Regions from separate parts of the Mus musculus genome. Here regions 1 and 3 are each linked to region 2. Evidence: chromatin contacts called from public Hi-C and promoter capture Hi-C data. All regions are on one chromosome and are shown on one strand. Each heading gives the region's core, a stretch centred on a gene start, on an enhancer-like site or on the middle of the called end of the contact. The rest is flanking DNA. Distances are from core to core; before and after follow the strand shown.

Region 1 (4,034 bases), core at 1,496-3,995, 1.3 Mb before region 2:
TTCTTTTTGCAGACCACACTATCTTAATTAACCAGGTAAATTAAGAGAGCATTCTTCTAAATGGGCCTTTGTTATTATGCTTGTCACGGAGGACGGAGGACGGAGGACGGAGGACGGAGGACGGCAGGGACCAGTTGGGAGGCAAGGCTAGCTGGGTGAGCGCTGACCATCATACCTGAATCTCTCCAATGGGAAAGCACGGAGTGGAGAACAGTTGGGTCCCCACATCAGGCTTATTTATCTTCGCTCAGGTCCCCACATCAGGCTTATTTATCTCCGCTCAGGCTTCAATACTGCTGCCATTCCTTAAACAAACAAACAAACAAACAAAACAAAACACCCCAAAAAACTAGGGTGGGCTATGGAACAAGCTGGGTTCTATATAGCAAAACTGTGTCTCAGAACACAAGGATGTAGGTCAGTGAGAGAGCATACATGTCGCATGCACAAGTCCCCGAGTTCAACCCTTCCCTTCGAGACAAATCAGGGCTAATCGCTGACCTAGATCAGGCTGCAGGTTAGATGGTATGAGCATAGGTTGCTAGGTTCCCATGAGAGTAGACTGGCACATGTCACCTGGGAATCACCTCTGTGCAGCAGCTGGGGCTGCTTCAAGACTGAAAGAGTATTGGGAAGGTGTTCTGAAGGATTTAAGAAGGCTCCTGGGATGGCCAGGGAGTGCAGGTGCCTCCCCTGAAGGATGCAGAGGGAGTCAGATAGCTTACCCAGTACTTTCTGTTACCCACCAAGGTACAGTGACAGTTGTTCATGTGACAGATGTTCCCCAATAGCTTCCTTAGCCTTTCTAGAAATGAAAGGGCTGGTCACCAGCTGTCAACCATCACCACACTGTCCAGGAATGCCCTGCTTGTCTTCTCCATGACAACAGGCTCCCACACAGCCTGCTCGGGAAGACAGGGTCTAGTTAAAGTTCCACTTGTCAAGTGCTCTGCTTCTTAACCTGCCAGGCTCCCTGGAGTGACTGCAACACATTGCCGAGGACCAGGGGATGTAAGACCACAGAGACCCACGGCCACACAGCTCTGCACAGCAGAGTCCAGGTCAAGGTGCCAGCAGGACTGCTTCTTCTGGGGTTTAGGGAAGAATCTGCTTCACAGCTCTCGAAGCTTCTGGCTACCACCCACAATCCTCGGCTTATATTTCAACCTCTCTGGTCTGCCTCTATCTTCATACATCTATTATATCCATCTGCTAAAATGCCCTTTCCTTCCTCTTACACTCCTTATTTTGTTTTTCTTGTTTATAAATTTGTTTTTGTGTGTATGCACATGTGTGTATGTATGCATGTGTGTATGTATGTATGTGAGTCGGTGTGTGTCTATGTATGTGCATTGTGGGAGTATGTAGAGGTCAGAGAACAACCTTTGGCTGTCCATCTTTGTTGGAATTTCTGCCATATTGCATACTCCAGGGTAGCTTGGTTTGTAGCTTGTGGATGGTACTCCTGCCTCTGTCTCATTTATTGCCTTAGGAGTACTGAGGTCATAGATGTGTACCACAACATTTGGCTTTTTTAAATGGGTTTTAGGGATCTAGTTCCAGGTCTGATGTCTGTGGCAAGTGCTTTTACCCACTGAGGCATCTTGCCAGCCCTAGCATTCTTTGTCTTATAAAGGCACCATTCACTGGGCAGAGCATCTACCTTAAATCAGGCTGTTCTTTTGTTTGTTTGTTTGTTTGTTTTGGTTTTTTTCAAGACAAGGTTTCTCTGCAGCCCAGGGTTTCTCTGTATAGCCCTGGCTGTCACTTTGTAGACCAGGCTGGTCTCGAGCTCAGAAATCCGCCTGCTTCTACCTCACAAGCGCTGGGATTAAAGGCGTGTGCCACTACTGCCCGGCTGGCTGTTCTTTTGTAATGTGGCTAGATGAGCAAGGCCCTTCTTTCTAAGCACACCCACATTCATACATCTAGGAGCTAGACCCAGGGCATCTCCTTTGCGGCCACTATCAATGGAGAGCTGTTTATTTCCACATCTCGCCTTGAGCCGTTGCTGTCACAGAGAGGTTGGATGGTTCCTTGATGGGAAAGTGCGCAGCATGGTGACTGTTGGGAGGGTGTCTCAGGGGCTGGCATTATCCTTCTTTACCTCCAATACTCACGGCTGGGTCTGGGTAGCCCTTTTTCTCCAACATCAATAACTGTTACAGGTCCCCAGTTCGTTCTCCCTTCTAATCACCCCACTGGCTCCTGCCAAACTTGGGATCGGACTGGATCTGGTTTCAGGAGGAGGACGCCCTGGCCTTGTGGCTCTTTATTCTTCTGGCACTTTCCTACAGCGCCTTGCGGACTGGGCTGTGGCGAGCTGTTTGCTGCGTCTCTCTCTGAGTTTTACCCTCAGCGATATATATGTTTTTTCTAAACCAGAAACGGAACAAACACTAAAAAGCTATGGAGAACTTTACTCCTCTCCTCTCCTCTCCTCTCCTCTCCTCTCCTCTCCTCTCCTCTCCTCTCCTCTCCTCTCCTCTCCTCTCCTCTCCTCTCCTCTCCTCTCCTCTCCTCTCCTCTCCTCCTTTCTCTTCTTCCTTTCTTCCTTTCTTTAAATTCACAAATGTGACCTCAGAAACAGTATGCAAATTTCGAGAAAGCCTGAGTTATGAGGAGAGCAGGCACCTTCCCTTCTGAGTCTTCAGGGTTAGGTTAGGAGTGGTGCGCTGATCCAGCTCTGGAGCTCAGGGAAGCCGGGCTCCAGATCCTCAGTGTGTCAGCGATCACGCTGCATGTTCCCACTAGGAGGCGCTCTAGACACAGTTTCAGCACACACCACCTCCAGGGACCTGCCACCTCTGCTTGATGCTGGACACACAGGAAAGCAGGAGGCTGAAGCATCCACCTAGCCCCCAGTTTATCCTCATCAACCAGGCACAAAGCAGGGCTCCGTGTGAGAACAGGTGTGGCTTATTTTCCCTAAAACTGTCGCCTATCTCGGGTCCTCTGGAGGAACAGCAAGTGCCCTTATCAACTGAGCCATTTCTCCAGCCCGTCGCAATACTCTGTTTTATTCAGCCAGAGACCCCAGCGCTCAGAATGGTGTCACTCAGATTTAGGGTAGCTCTTCCTATTTACATGAACTCAATCTGGAAGATCTCTTGCAGACATGTTCAGAGGTTAATGACCAAACCCTATCAAACTGACAAGCAAGATTAACCATTAGAGCACATGTTCTTTACATAGCCTCTCAATAAAGACAACACCCTGGGAAGATCAGCCCAAAGCCCCGGTGCTTAAGCTTCAGTGAGAAAGAAGAACGTCTGGACTGTTACAGAGACAGCAGAATGTGCCTCCCGAGAGTCTCGCCTGGAAGTGTACAAAGTACCGGCAGAAACTCAGTCATGGGACTGACTTACTGTATAAAAGCAAGAACTTTGGAATAAAGTAAAAAAACTTTACAGCACTTTGCAATGGACTGGTATATCATTGTGAGCATATTTTGCAGTTAAAAGATTTATCTAGCCTAAACATAATTTTTCTTTTATAAAAGAATGTATTTTAAAATTTCCGTTCTTTTCTATGATGACAAGAGGGTCTTGGAATATGATGCCTGGAATATATTTCTGCAAAAATCAATACATTTAATCCAAACCTTCGAAGTTAAGATGATATTTAGCCAATGTGTGAGAAATATTTTTTTGGAAGGAAAGCAGACTATGGAGAAAGCATTAAAACTCCCCAAGCCGGCGTTTGGGAATGCGATTTGATTTTGTTGCTGACATATATATGTACCACTCCTATCTCTGGCTGTGTGGAAGCAGAATCTCTTAACGTAATTCAATTTTCCAAATGAAGACTTTGAGCACATTTGTGGAACTAGGAAATGACACTTAGCACTTTGGCTGATGAGGGTAACTGAATGATACCAGCCAAGCTGTAGCCATCCGCTCCTGTTAGGAGCCTGCACACAGATGCTGAAGAGGATCCACGCAGCCCAGGGCCTGGCTTTGGGGACCCCTGGAATACAGCACTCTGGCTTTTAGGTTTAATGGCTACAGATCCTAGATTCAGTTTAAGTTAAT
Region 2 (4,039 bases), core at 1,441-3,940:
TAGCTAAGTGAAGACTTATTAAATCTATACAGTGGACCTTTCAGGAAAGGGCAGCAACCAAGGCACAGAAATATCACAATACTTATCTCTCCTCCAGCATGCCAGAAGTCATACAGAAAAGCCCTGCTCCTAAACACCTTTCAATAAGATGGAGCAGAGGTAAAAAGGGAACAGAACCAATCAGTGTTGTGGGTAACGCCTTCAGTAACGCTGGTCCCAGAGGTTGCTATGGGGAATATTTGCTGTCCCACCTACCAACAAGGCTTCCACAGCTCTCAGCCTCAGAAGTAAACACGAAGCGGCAAACAGAGGAGCTGCCTCAGCTCTGACTCCAAGCTGGGATTCACATTTCATAGGGCAGCTGAGATAACCCATGTGACTAAGTGACCCCTCCTACCCTGAGCTAGACAGTGAGCCAGTGCTGAGCTGCACGTACACCCCAAACAATGGCCCAAATCCTTAGCCTGAGTTTCCACACCGTAACCATCTTTTTATAGAATAAGTAAAAGAGAAAAACACAAAACCTTAACCCTTGAAACGTCTAATGACAACCCCCTTCTGCCAATGACTCAGCAGTCTGGCGTGCATGTCAGCTGAGTGTATGTTAACCGAGACCTCTCAGGAATACTCAGAAACTCCCCTAGATGAAGTCTTAACAGCATAGTGTCAGAAATCAAATTTCAACTAGCTACGAAAGTGACTTTACACAAAACATCACTTGATCTCTTAAGAGAAAAGACAAAAAAACTTCTCAATCAAAAAATTCCAACTGTTTGACGTTTGACATTAGGGAATAAAACCTGAATTACGAGATTTTTTTTTTAATGTGGCTGTAGTTTGAAAATACAGATTCTGTAATGTGTTAGGCTGATTAAATTCTGCCTACTAAAATCTCGTTTAGGGTAATAAATTCAGCTAACTCAGTGTCTCTGAATGCAAGCTTTTTAAAAACTCTTTTAACACAACACTGCTCTGAGTTACCCTATTCCAGTACTCCAGGACACAGAATCTCTGGACAGCATAGTCTACACAAGTTCTAGGACAGCCAGAGCTATACAGAGAAACCACGTCTTCACACTAAAGTGGGTACTGTGGCCCACACCTTTAATCCCAGCACTAGGGAGGTGGAGGCAGGCAGATCTCTGGGAGTTCACTGAGAGTGAGACCCTGCCTGGGGGGGGGGAGGGGAGTTGACACTAAAGCATTCATTTTAAAGGTTTGGAAAGCCTCTCTCTCACGTTTACTGACATGCGTTTTACCTGGTGAACTCTTGCTTCAGAGAGTACAAAGGTCAACAGGATCCTCCTCCAGTCTCAGGGCCTGAGACTCAACTCAGACTCAACTCAGGCCCACCAGGTAGCTCTCAGAAATGGACAATGGCACATAGCACCCAGGCTGGCCTTGCAAAACTAGCAGCTGTCTGCGCAGTGCTAACAGTCTGTAAAGGCTGATGCTGGGAGAGCCTTTCTGTTATTTGTGAGACAGGGTCTGGCTACAGAGCCCCGAACTAGCCTGGTACGACTGTGTAGTCCAGGCTAACCTGGAATTTGTCAAGACTCAACTTCACCCACCCCATGATGGGATTTTAGGTGTGTCACCACACCCAGCCTCACTTCCATTTTAACCTACAATCTACTTCACTGCTTGCAGTGAGCCTACTGAACTAAATTATAAGCACTTTACCCTCCTTTTGAGCTGTTGTAGCTCTCTTCCACACTACCTCCAGCCATACCCCCTCTCTGTTTTTCTCTTTGTAGACTTGGCTGTCCTGAAATTCACTCTGTAGACCAGGTTGGCCTCGAATTTACAGAAATCCCCCTGCCTCTGCCTCCTGATTGCTGGGATAAAAGGTTTGTGCCACCACTGTGCGGCTATCCCACCTCTTAACTCTAAAACCTGACAGAGGTCTGAAACCCTGTATCCTCCTCTTCCATCAGGAAGTGGCAACAAAGCAAGCCAGGGGTAAAGATTGGGGGAGAGGGGACACAGCGGCAAAGCCTGTTAATTCCAAATTCCAGCTACTCTAGAGGCTGAACCAGGAGGATCACAAGTTCAAGACCAGTATGTCTTAAAGCAATAAAATGAAAACTGGTAGTGTTGCTCGGGAAATGAGCACTTACCCAGCACGTTCAGATCTGGTTCTGTCCCCAGTACCAAGTAGGAAAAGTGAAAGGCACTACAGTCATAAATATTAATGACTTCAATCAAAGCACTGAAAATTCAACTGCAACCTCTAACTCACTTAAGCAACTCTGAACAAGGGGACGCCAAGGGCCTGAAATCTGAGCTACTCGGGAAGCTGAGGAAGGAGGATCGCAGAGTTCGAGGCTCCCCTGACCTACAGAGTCTGAAAATACAGAACTATGACAGTGTGAAGAACAGAGCAGGAAAGAAAGACCCGGCCTGCCTGTGAAGGTACTGTCTGTAAGATGCCCCGAGGCTCACCACCCAGCCCCGGCTGCACCGAACTGCATCGCGGCCTCCACTCACCGCACCCCAGCCCGCGACCCTACCGCCTCCGCGGCCCCTCTCGGCCCACTGCCTCACCCTGCAGGTTCTCCTCCCCGCTCTGCGACATGGTGGCTCGGCAAAGGAGCCCGAACCCAACTGCGACAGGCCTGGGAGGCGGTCACCGAGAGGTAGCAGGGGCAGCCTGCGCCGCTCAGTTCTGAGGCCAGGCGACACTGGACTGAGGGACAAGGGGCGGGGCGGGGCGGGACGCACGCGGCGGCGGAGCCCATTGGCTGGGGGGCGGGGCCTGCAGGTGGGGGAGGAACGCGGGGGAGCGTGTGGCACGTGCGGCGCGTGCGCCGGCATGGGCGGGGCCTGAGGCAGGAGTGCGCGGGAGGGCGGCTGTTTTTAAGGTCTAATGCAGAAGTGGACCGGGGGCTGTGCCTGAGGCTGGAGTAACTGGGACCTAGGCGGGTAGGGAAGAGTCTGGGGGCGGGGCTCGAGGTCTGAGCCTTGGGACTCCGAGGTGCGCGCATTGCAGAGGCCAAGAGGCGGGTCTTGAAGCCAGGCTGGAGGTGGGCAGACGTGGGCGGGCTCCGAGATAGGCGTGGCATGAGGACGTGCGGCCAGGTTTTTGGGCGTCTGGCCTTGGGTGCTGAGTTTGCCCCTCCTGCTCGCGGTTGACCCATAGTTCCCCAATCTCCTCCGGAACCTGCGAGCGCCAGCAATGGGAGCACACATGGTCTCGCTGTCTCTATGCACGCTTACAGATAGTTTTTTAGGTTGCATCTTTAAGAAAAATGCAGTCCGGGAGTGCTTATGTATAACTCTAGTCCCAGCCCTGGTTCGTGGCCAGGCTGGGCTGCACTGTATGAAGCTGTTTACAACAAAGCAAAACAAAAAATTTGCCAGTATTCTACTGCAGCATCAATGGCGAGTTGGGTAGTGCTGTGGTATGCTGCATGCGAGAAAGGACGGCATTTTTGGACAGGAACGGTTGGAGAGACCTTTGGAGGGCCAGTTTTGAGGATTCTGCATCCTCCCTGTAACCTACCCAGTAGCTTCTCTGTACTTGGAGGTTGGAATTCCCTCTTGATACAGTTCTGGGATAGAGAAGGGGCTTGTGAACCTCAAAAGAAGCTATCTTAGTAGCAGTGGGTCAGGTCACTAGAAGCAGCTTCATTTGGTGTTTTGTTTTTTCCCAGACAATGTCATAACCGAGGCTGGCTTTGAATTGGCTGTGTAGCAAAAGCTAACCTTGAATTTCCGATCCTACTGCTTTCGCCTCCTGAGAGCTGGGATTATAGCTATGCAGCCTTGATTTCCGTTTGTTTTGTTTGGAGTGCTAAGGTTATACGAGGGCCTTGCACATGCAAGTTCACTGCAGCTGAGCCATGTCACCAGACTGAATCTGATGTCTTTTTTTAGACAGATTCGCTTTGTAACCTACTCTGGTCTTAAACTTTTTTTCCTGCCCCAGCTTCCCAGTGGTTCCACCACTCTTAACTGAAAGCTTGCTTTCTTACAGTGCTCGGAGCTCTAGCCTAGGGCCTTCAGAACAATAAACAGATTCTCTGCTACAGACACC
Region 3 (4,049 bases), core at 326-2,825, 1.2 Mb after region 2:
ATGCATGGTTGCCCATAGAGGCTGGAAGGGGGATTCCTGGAGCCAGAGTGACAGGGCTTGTGAACCACCTGATGTGGGTGCTCAGCTGGGAACTGAACTCCAGTCCTCTGGAAGAGCAACGTGGGATCTCTCCACTCCATGGATCTTACACTCTTTCCCTTTCCTCTCCTTGATGTTCCCTGAGCGTTGAGGGTGGGGGTGGGGAGGCTGAGACAGATACTTCATTTAATGTTGTACACTCATAGGTCACTTATTCTCAGCTCGCGGACTAGTTGTGAGTCTCTGTACTAGTTGCTGCTCACTGCAGAAGAAGCACCTCTGGCCAAGGTTGAGAGAAGCATGAAAACCCAACATTTTAAAGGCAAAACCCAACATTTAAAAGGCAGTCTGATAACAGGATCATTTAGCAAAACAGCAGAAGGTCCCTGACAGTCCTGTAGCATGTGGGAATTGACACAGAGCAATGCCGCTGATAACTTTTTTCCTACAGCAGCCTGCATAGCAGCTTTTGACACTATGCAAACTAGCAAGCAGGAGGGAAGTTTTCATGTCTGCTCCAACTTGATTTTCTATGTCTTGTGAAACCAACTTGTTAGAAGTTTTAAAACTGTGTAGAGGAAAATAGTGAGTATTAAAGACTGGCATTTTTAATGAACCAGACCAGGTAGCTCTTTGTCTCCAGGTTAGTTTCCTCAATGTAGGGTGGGATGCTTTTGGTATCTTTGCTTGGGAGGGCAGCTTCAACTCCCAACTCCCAAGATCCAGTTAAACACTCTAACTTAGAAAGTGAACAAGAGTGATGTTTTGTAGCTGAGGGGAGGGCATGTGCCTCCTGCCCTTACCATATATCCTCTTCAGACGCGGATTTATGCCCAGTTCCCATCTATGTCAGAGCCATCACCCCCTCCCCATAGCATACAACCAGTGAGTTTTATTTCTCTATACCACAGCTAGTAGCTCTGAGTGAATGAGGGGATCAAGTACGTTGGTCAAGGACATTTTTGCCCCTCAGCCTGCTGAGTGGTTGGCCAAAACAGTGTTCTTAGCTTACAAGATCCCTGTCTTTGTGCTTTGGGTCAGCATGGTTACAGGACAGAACTTATCTTCTAAGCGGGTTGATTCACTGTGAGCCGACAGGCCAGTGGAAAGGAGACTAGAGCTATGGCGCACTCTATGCTCTGATACGAACCAGGAAGGATGCTTCTGGAAGACTATGCATCTCTATGGGGTTCTAGGCTCACACTGCCTAGTAGTAGCTACAGCCACACCCTTCTTAAGTAGACTATAGGCGGGTCCAAACAGGAGGAGGGCTGCTCAGAGCACTTGGAGCTTGAGCGCTTCTGGGAGCCGCAAGCCTACGTGGACCACACAGTGAAGGCCAAGGGACATCCATCTCCTCTCCTTCAGTCCAGTTCCGAATGTTCACCAAGGCTTTCCTCCCGTCTTGGCCCCTCCTCTGCTCCCCATAGGCCCCGCCCCTCGTCCCACCTCCAGTCCCACGCACACTCACTCGCTCCTTTCTACACAACCCCGCCTTCTTCCCCGCCTCTGGCCCCGCCCCGCCCGCCTCTGCTAAGGCGCCTAAGGCCAGGTCTCTGGAGGACCCTGAGCTAGCCATGGCGTTCCCTGGCCCGCGGGTGCTGGTGGTGGGCAGCGGCATCGCGGGGCTGGGCGCTGCGCAGAAGCTCTGCAGCCACCGGGCTGCTCCACACCTGCGGGTTCTGGAGGCCACCGCCAGCGCCGGGGGCCGCATCCGCTCGGAACGCTGCTTCGGTAACCGCTCCTTGGTCGACCCCAGACCCCATCCGGTTCCTACTGAGCCAGGAAGCCTTCCTTTTTTGGCTCCCGGAGTAAAGGAACACACCCTCCGTTCACTGAGCCTGGAAAGTCAACTGCCTAAAGTTAGGAGAGTACTCTCTAGGGAAGGCAACCTAGGGTCCCGCAGTTGCTTTGCTCAGCTTTGGGGTTTCTCGGGTTTCTCCTTAAGTGAAGGAAGCCTGTACAGGCTGTCTCGCCCCTCCCCAGGAGTTCCCGAAATCTGGTCTGACCAAGCCATGCCTTTAGGAACTACTTTACCCTGAGGAACAGGACCCTTGGTCCTGGTATACAAGGGGACCATGTGACTCTCAAGGTGTTCCTAGAGTATGCTTGCGAAAGGGTGGGGCTGCTTTTTCTGGGGAGAGGGCCTCCAGGTAGCATTTCCTGTGCCCTCCTAGGTGGTGTAGTGGAGCTGGGTGCACACTGGATCCATGGGCCCTCCCAGGACAATCCTGTCTTCCAGCTGGCTGCAGAATTCGGGCTCCTGGGGGAGAAAGAATTATCGGAAGAGAACCAGCTTGTGGATACAGGAGGGCACGTGGCCCTGCCCTCCATGATCTGGTCCAGCTCTGGAACAAGTGTGAGCCTGGAGCTGATGACAGAGATGGCCCGTCTGTTCTATGGACTGATAGAGCGGACCCGAGAATTCCTGAATGAATCTGAAACCCCAATGGCCAGTGTTGGAGAGTTCCTGAAGAAGGAGATAAGTCAGCAGGTGGCTAGCTGGACCGAGGATGATGAGGACACCAGAAAGCGCAAGCTGGCTATCCTGAATACTTTCTTCAACATAGAGTGTTGTGTGAGCGGCACCCACAGCATGGACCTGGTGGCTCTTGCACCGTTCGGGGAGTATACAGTGCTGCCTGGGCTGGATTGCATCTTGGCTGGGTATGGGCCATAGCCCTGCCAGCTCTGTCCCTACTGTCCAGGCAGAGGCACTAGACTGGAGAAAGGAGGGAGAAGGGGAGAGAGGAGGAGGCTTGGAGCGGGCAGGTGAGGGCACTGCCCTCCCCATTCAGAGGGATTGGTTTCTCTTTCTCCTAGTTGTGTTTAAGCAAAGATTCGTCTAGGGAATTGAGGAGGAAGTATCTTGAATGCTCATTTCTTCTGATATCCTAGGGTAGCTCCTGTGCCAGGTGTTACTCAAGGGCCTTCAAGTGCAGAGAAGCCAAGCAGGCTCCTTCCCTATGGCAGGCAGGCTTGTGCTTGCTTCTAGGAACAAAGACATTGATTGGGCGGGGCTGGTCTCCTATACCTCCCACCCACACCCCTAACATCAGGCCCAAGGCTTCTGTCTAGGAGATAGGATTTGTGATGTAGGAAGTGTGCAAACCTGGGGCTGGTGTGGTGGTGGGGAACTCCGGTTCTCATGGGAACCAGTCAGTGTTGTGTTCATTGACTTATGGGACCCTCATTAGTCCGGATGCAGATGTTAATGGTTCTGTGTTTTAAGGGGTTGCCTCTCTTTCTGGCTCTGAGCGATGCTCCTCTGGATGCTGGTGGCATCTTGGGTGGCTTATTTCTGCCAGTTCCCCTTCCAGGGCCTGTTTCACAGACACATCAACTTCTGTCTCTCCTAGTGGCTACCAAGGACTTACCGACCGCATACTGGCTTCCTTGCCCAAGGATACGGTCGCTTTTGACAAGCCGGTGAAGACCATTCACTGGAATGGGTCCTTCCAGGAAGCTGCTTTTCCAGGGGAGACCTTCCCCGTATTGGTGGAGTGTGAAGATGGTGCCCGCCTGCCTGCACATCATGTCATTGTCACAGTGCCATTAGGTAGAAATCACTTATCCTGATTAAGCTGCCTGTCTATATCCCTATCCCAGGCATCACAGGCCTCTGGTTCTTCTCCTTCTTTGGCTCTGGATATTTATTGAGCTGCTGAGTTCATGTTTTCATGCTAAGGATCTCCAGGTGAATAAAAGTACTCCACCATAATTTTTGGCAGTTGTAGCCGTCCTGCCTCACCTGGAGTCACTGTGCTGCCTTCCCTGGCTGATACTGTCTTGTATAGAGAAGCCATTATTAATAAATGCTGGTGGGAACTCGGTAGTTCTTACTTCCCTGTTTCAGATGGTGTTACATGAAAATCTCAAAGTGCTTATGTGGCTTGTTCTTGAAGATCTAGATAGAATGACTTTTCTTCCCAGGACCTGTGTATTCGGGAACTGTCTCTGTCATGTGCCTGGGTATGGCCCTGCAGGCTTCCTGTTGTACTGATTTTCTT

What was found. Promoter capture Hi-C pulls out the DNA fragments that hold promoters and counts their contacts. A called contact is a pair of places that touch in the nucleus more often than the background predicts.
Region 1: a contact with region 2 is called in a promoter capture Hi-C map of hippocampal neurons, with 6 times the contacts expected there. The contact joins the enhancer-like site here to the promoter of Bnip3 in region 2. A contact is called at or near these places in 8 of 39 promoter capture datasets (the C10 cell line, cranial neural crest, embryonic stem cells and 5 more), 2 of 15 datasets of contacts at CTCF or cohesin (large pre-B cells and pro-B cells), 3 of 484 Hi-C or Micro-C datasets (B cells, cardiomyocytes and neural progenitor cells) and 3 of 115 datasets of contacts at active chromatin or transcription factors (the 230-238 cell line, astrocytes and pro-B cells).
Region 3: a Hi-C map of B cells shows a contact between it and region 2, with 6 read pairs. The contact joins the promoter of Paox here to the promoter of Bnip3 in region 2. A contact is called at or near these places in 4 of 39 promoter capture datasets (liver, neutrophils and pre-B cells), 3 of 484 Hi-C or Micro-C datasets (B cells, the G1E-ER4 cell line and uterus) and 2 of 115 datasets of contacts at active chromatin or transcription factors (embryonic stem cells and pancreatic cancer cells).

The regions. Positions count from the first base shown.
Region 1 is chr7:137,600,491-137,604,524 of GRCm38.p6, forward strand. No RefSeq gene overlaps it. Among named protein-coding and RNA genes, the nearest start is that of Gm51411, 51 kb to the right of the region's middle. Within about 2 kb of position 2,746, at least 4 of the 459 cell types and tissues checked have an H3K27ac peak or open chromatin away from gene starts, as enhancers often do. A contact at or near this core is called in hippocampal neurons, where this site is marked.
Region 2 is chr7:138,906,816-138,910,854 of GRCm38.p6, forward strand. It overlaps Bnip3 (BCL2/adenovirus E1B interacting protein 3), which reads right to left and starts at 2,691. Exons shown (of 6, transcript NM_009760.4): 1 at 2,548-2,691. The coding sequence starts at 2,578.
Region 3 is chr7:140,124,110-140,128,158 of GRCm38.p6, forward strand. It overlaps Paox (polyamine oxidase (exo-N4-amino)), which reads left to right and starts at 1,576. Exons shown (of 7, transcript NM_153783.4): 1 at 1,576-1,773; 2 at 2,217-2,706; 3 at 3,399-3,598. The coding sequence starts at 1,617.